2 separate regions of the Mus musculus genome follow, and region 1 is linked to region 2. Evidence: chromatin contacts called from public HiChIP or PLAC-seq data. All regions are on one chromosome and are shown on one strand. Each heading gives the region's core, a stretch centred on a gene start, on an enhancer-like site or on the middle of the called end of the contact. The rest is flanking DNA. Distances are from core to core; before and after follow the strand shown. Region 1 holds the start of Il17ra (interleukin 17 receptor A). Region 2 holds the start of Erc1 (ELKS/RAB6-interacting/CAST family member 1).

Region 1 (3,015 bases), core at 77-2,576, 620 kb before region 2:
AAAAAACACAGTTTTTCCAGTAAAAATAGTCACCCTCTCCCCACCCTCTTTTGGTAAATCTACAAAATTAGATAAGAACTATCCTTTTGTTTCATATCCTCCGACTCAGCGACTGGACACAGTTCCTGGGGTCAGCTGTGGAAGTGGAGGGGAAGGGGCTGGAAAAACCAGTGGAGGAAGAGAAGGCTTGAAGGGAGACAGGGAGGAAAGTTTATGCGTGGAACAGACACTAGGTTTTGCACAGGTTCGCTGTTTTTTTGTTATGCTTTGTTTTGACAGTAAGTAAGGTTCAACCGCCAGGGGTGTGTCAGTTTCCTAAGAGCGCAGCGGGGCGTGGGGGTGGGGTGGTCCTCCCTGGCAGTAACAAACTGGCAGACTTCCACACATGTTAACTCAATTTTGGCAGGCTCGGTTCTGGGACACACGTGGTGGTGAAAAAAAGATGGGATGGACGGCATCTTTCAACCCACATCCTGTTTGATTCCCCTGGGCACTGGGCTCGCCCGCACTACCCAACCTGTGGGGACCCCCGAGGCCAGGCTGGGGCACCTGAGCATGGGAGAGCTGGAGGATTGACTGCTCAGGAAGCAAGGAGTTAGGGGCCAGTCCAGATTATTTCAGCTCCTGCCAAGGTTAGGTCCATGTCCATCCCGAGCTGCCAGCCTCTGGTGCCTCCATCTTCCAATTCCGAGGCCCAGACGGAATTGTCACCCCGCCTCGCGCTACCAGTGACTCCGCCGCCCGCGTAGTTTCCCTAGAACTCCCCCTCACCGCGACTCCACTCCCGGAGTCGCTGCCAGCGCGCCTCCACGCTGCGCCCATGCCCGGGACCGTCCTCCGAGCCCCTAGGGCGGACTTTCAGCCTCCCCGGGCCCGCCAGAGCCTGGGCCGTCCGCCCCTTCGCACTCGCGACGGCTCTCAGCACCTTTGACAGCCCTCCGCACTCCCGACGGCCCTCCCGACGCCCGCCCCTCTGACACCTCTTCACCACCCTCCGCCGTCCTCTCCACCACCCCCGACGGCCCGGGCATCCCCGCTCCGCCCGGCTTCTCTCACCTCCTGCGCGCAGACCGGAGCCGGGAAGTCGAGGAGGCGCGGGGAGGCGCGGCCCGGGGCCAGAACGTTCAGCAGCAGAAGCAGCCATCCCAGCGCGGGCCCGGGGACGACCCGTGGCCAGCAGCGCCGAATCGCCATAGCCCTCGGCCCGGTCGCGGAGCGCTCGCAGCTGGCTCCGCGCGACAGCGAGGGCCCGCGATGGCTTTCCCGGCCGAGGACTGGCGCTCGTCGGCTTCACACGGCCTCCTCTGTCCCGCTTCCGGCTCCCCCGAGGGCGGGCCGCTCGGGGCGGGGCTTGGGTGGGGGCTGTCCTTCCTCTGGCCCCGCCTCCGCCTTGGCCCAGGTGTGCTCCTGGCCTCTTTGGCTCTCCTTGGATGTTGCTCAGCTAAGTAAGATAGGAGCCCAGGAACCCGTTTTAAGGAGCCGAGCCCCGCTGTCAACTTGCTGTGGAGCTATGACTGTCCTCGCCATCGTACCCTCCCGGTTTACACTGATCTGTTTCATCATTTTAGTCTAATTTCCGACTCGGGACTCCAAGGAGTTTGTTTGCTCAATCTCCCTTTCAGTTTTTATGGAGAAACAAGCCCATCGCATCGTCGTAATGCTTATTTCTCGTTTTTGTTTTTTTTGTTTTTTCTACAAAGTTCTAGTTTTTGATGGCCAGATCATGTAGCTTAAGTCTCATATAGCAAGTCCATGAAACTATATTTTTTCCCTTTCAGCGTTGAATCATACATTTGCACACTCAAAAACAAAACAAAACAAAACAAAACAAAAACCCAACAAAACAAAACAAAACCCTGGACAGTGAATTAGTCACCTCATGGCTGGACTAAAGCAAACACGGCATTCTGTAACAGAGATGTGTGTGTGTGGGGGGGGGGGGGTAGCATTGCTAAGTATGAAGGGTTAAAAGTGGATCAGAGGAGGGAAACGGAGACAGCCTGTGTAGACAGCCAGCTCTTTCAAGGAGCCTCACTGTGGCCTCGCCGAGTGCAGTTTGGCTGGGTAAGGTACACAGCATAGGAAGGTTTGAGGCCAGGCTGAGGGCAGAGGCGTGGAAGGATGGGGGACTGAGCAGTACAACGGACAGAGTCTCTGACAAGGCCTGGGGATGCCCTCTAGAACCCCCTGGAGAGAAAAAAAAAATTCAAAGAAGCCACTAGGAATTCAAATTTCTCCAAGACTAACACTTCTTGTAATGAAAATATGTGCTCATGGTTGCACCGCTGCTAAAAACTGCATTCTGGGTATCAACCGCAACATCTAAGAATGTGAGGCCACGATCTGACCACCTGGAGTAAGGCACAGGACCCCTTAACGTTGGGAATAAAACCAAGCGCGACTCTCACTGGATGCGCTTATGCGCTCAGTAAGACACGGCTGTACACCGTTTTGCAGAAGGAAACTTTTGTCTTACTGAAACCCTTTGGCTATTTTCTCAGACCCAACAAGGGGCTCTCTCTTTATTACCAAGGTTCTTGGGAGCTGATTCCCATCTCGGGAGGTGTAGTCGCCAGCGGCCACGGAGAACTGGGTTCCCGAAAGGAAAGCTGGGGTTGGATAGGAATGATGACTAGAGAAGAATGAGACCAAGACAAAGATTCTGATCAAGGCCCAATGTTTAATCCTTGAAATTTAAAGGGGGGGCCCCATCCCCCACTATGCCAGGATCTCGTGGGAAGCTGCAGAAGTGGCAGGACAATAGACTTTACCTAGGTCAGAAGACTCCACCCTAGGTGGGCTAGCCTACTGCAGCAAAACAAGGTCTAATTCAGCCCGCCCAAGGCTGTGGAGGGAGGGCACAGGGAGGTACACCCTGTTGTCTTGTGGGCTTGGATGAGGACCCACACTCTAATTTCTAGACTGACAGAAACCCCAAACCAGAAGTAAACCAGGACCGCAAAGCTCAAGTTAGCACCACGGCATGAAGCACCACGCGAAGCCCGGCAGGAGAAC
Region 2 (2,845 bases), core at 5-2,504:
CTGAAGGGGAATCAGTTTAGTGTGCCCAAGGAGCTGTAATGACCCAAGTGCATTTTGGAAGGGAACAATTAGAGAATCTGGAAAGGACAAAATATAGTTTGGTGGATGAACGTGAATACTACAGGATGGGGGAAGATGTTAATGGGATTAGGAAGAGTGTAAGCCGGTTAATTATGATGGTGGGAGGTTAGGGATGAGTAAACCGGTGAGTCTTAGCTCCTCTCATCTCAAAGGCATTTCAAATTAGCTTAATAAGCGCTGTGAGTATGGGGATGAGTGTAATTCACACCACCCTTGGATTTTCGGCTTAGAGATAGCTTATCTACATTTTTAAGATTAGTAACTATGTGTTGCCCCCACCTCCGTATTTTTTTTTTTTTTTTTTTTTTGGCTTGCTCTTGACAAAAGGCAAAGGTTGAAATTCAGCAGCAGAAAACTGGGCTGTCTAAAATAAGGTAGCAGCTGCTTTGTAGTTCGCCTTGCTTGGTGTGAGGGCTAAATAAAAAAGGTAACGCGGTGAAGCATTTGGCACAGTACACTGCATGTGGACATCAGGTTCCGCCCACACTCTTCCTCCCTGGAATGATCCTTGCAAAAAAAGCCACCTACTGAGGCGAGGGTCTTTTGCCATGACCGCTTGGACAGCCCAGATGACTCAAGAGTATTATTGCCTTCCACAGCCTCACAGCGCAAAAGCCAAGGGTGAGAGAAGCTAACTTCTCTTGGACAAAGGGTGTCCAGGCAGCCGTGGCTCTAATGACAAGCCCTGAGCTATTTATTTCCTAAGGTGGCGGCCGTCCCAGGGTTCGGGTAACGGGCTTGCCAAGGAAGGGGCGGGGCGACTCCAGGTTTGGGAAAGGCCACTCCACTCCTGGGGCTTCCAGCAGTCCACGTCCTACGGCAAGCAGGAGGAGACAAACGCCGCCCCTCCTCGTCCGCACCTTCCTCGCTCAATATCGCGGCCCGGGCTCCCGGTGGACGCTCGGCCGTGGGTGTGGGTGTGGGTGTGTGTGTGAGGGGCGGCGCTACGTGTGGCGCAACCCTGCCTCGGCACCCAGTTACCTTCGCGGCCTCGGAGCGCCGCACTTGTCGATCCTGGCGCGCGGTCCCGTGGAGCGGCGTAGCGGGGCGCTTCCCAGTGGGACGAGGGAAAGCCCAGCGGCCCGGGAGAGCGGGAGGCGGGGCGAGGGCGCCGCGCGGGCGACAGGGGGTGGGGCTAGGTGTGCGCGGGGGGCGGGGCGTGGTGACGTCGCGGGCGCCGGTCGTGCTGTGGCGGTGGCGGCGGCGGCGGCGGCTGTGGTAGTGTCGGCGGCAGGCTGTCCGGGAAGCAGTAGCAGCAACCGCAGCAGCAGCGGCGGCCCTGAGGAGAGTAAGGCGGCCGCGTCGGCAGCGGCTCGCTCGTCAGGCGGAACCTCGATCTGCCCAGAGGTCGCAGGCGCCGAGGCATTTGTCGTTTCCTACCCGGCTCGGCGCTCCCGGCCCTGGCTGGGCAGGGCAGAGCGCCCCTGGGGAGGGGCGGAGCTGTAGGTGAGGCTTGGGGACCCCTCCCCCTCCTTTTTGGGCCGGGGGTGGGGAGGAGGATGGGGAGGTCGGGAGGGCGGACCCCGCCCCAGCGCACCCGAGCCCACCGGCGGCCGCGCCCTGCGGAGCTCCCGGATTGGGCGGGAGCGAAGGCGCTGGCGGTAAGGATCGCTGCTGGAGGTGGGAGGTGGGGGGCTTCTGGCCCACCGAGAGCCGAGGGTGGGAGGCATGATGTGGGGCTATTGGGGAGCCCTGGAGTTGGGGTGCGGCCAAGGTGGATCGGATGTAAAATGTTTAAGATGATCTTATTATTTTGAACCTGGTTAGATAGAAGAGGAAAGGTTGTATTTCAGATGGAAAATGAGGCATGGATGTCGCCTTGGAGGTAGCTGGAGGGGCTACTGCAGCAGATCTCACATTGCCACTCTAGGGTTTTGGTTCTTTTCTTGGTCAGATGAGTAGAATTCGCTGAGGGAAGAGAATCCCTTTGCGTTGACTTGGGGTTGGTAAATTGGGAGCGCGAGTGAGTGAGGTTTTTACACACAAGAAGGAAGATGTTGGTGTTTAGACAACTTCATTCTATAGCAACCAACCATGAAGGAGTGAGTCTCATTACTCTTAGCCCCTCAAAAGTGCTATCAGCCTTTTCTTTTCCTTGCCCCCCTCAACCCCCTCTCCTGTGCTTGATCTCTTTGTACCATTTTTCATTTTTGAGTTGACCCGTTAAGAAAAGGCCCTGGACTCAGAGTAATAGTTGCAGGTGGTTGTGGCTGATTGCTTTGAGCGAACTGTGAACAGTTCTGTTGGAGATGACTGTATGAAATTGCTTAAGCGTTTAAAGTGCAACTGTCTCTTACATCTTGTTTTTCAATAGACCTTGATACATTTTGCGTTTATTTAATCATTATGTGTGTGTGCCTGGCATACACACGATAGATTACTCCCTCCCTCTTTGAGGTCAAAGGTCAAAGCTTTTGGGACTTGGTTCTCCCACTGTGGATGGCTGGGATCAAACTTTGGTTATTAGACTTGTGACATAAGCACTTTTTTCTGTTGAGTTATCTGGATGTCCCTATTTTTCCGATTCTTCTTCTGTCTCAGCCTTCCAAGTGTGAGATTAGACATGATCTGGCTTTCTTGAAGATCGATTTTATTTTTTTATTTTCAGGTGTACTTACTGTTGTCTCCCCCCCCCCCCCTTTTTCTTTGGTTTTGTTGTTTTCCGAGACCTGATTTCTCAGTGTAGCCCTGGCTATCTTAGAACTCGCTCTGCCCACCAGGCTGGCCTGCTTCTGTCTCCCAAGTGCTAGAGTTAATGGCATGT

The links. HiChIP or PLAC-seq counts read pairs in DNA pulled down with a chosen protein or histone mark.
Region 1: an H3K4me3 HiChIP or PLAC-seq map of embryonic stem cells shows a contact between it and region 2, with 7 read pairs. The contact joins the promoter of Il17ra here to the promoter of Erc1 in region 2. A contact is called at or near these places in 1 of 39 promoter capture datasets (liver), 1 of 115 datasets of contacts at active chromatin or transcription factors (embryonic stem cells) and 1 of 9 other capture datasets (adipose tissue).

The regions. Positions count from the first base shown.
Region 1 is chr6:120,461,508-120,464,522 of GRCm38.p6, reverse strand. Il17ra (interleukin 17 receptor A) reads right to left here and starts at 1,326. Exons shown (of 13, transcript NM_008359.2): 1 at 1,057-1,326. The coding sequence starts at 1,194.
Region 2 is chr6:119,846,559-119,849,403 of GRCm38.p6, reverse strand. It overlaps Erc1 (ELKS/RAB6-interacting/CAST family member 1), which reads left to right and starts at 1,254. Exons shown (of 21, transcript NM_053204.2): 1 at 1,254-1,527. It overlaps 3110021A11Rik (RIKEN cDNA 3110021A11 gene), which reads right to left and starts at 1,211. Exons shown (of 1, transcript NR_030776.1): 1 at 375-1,211.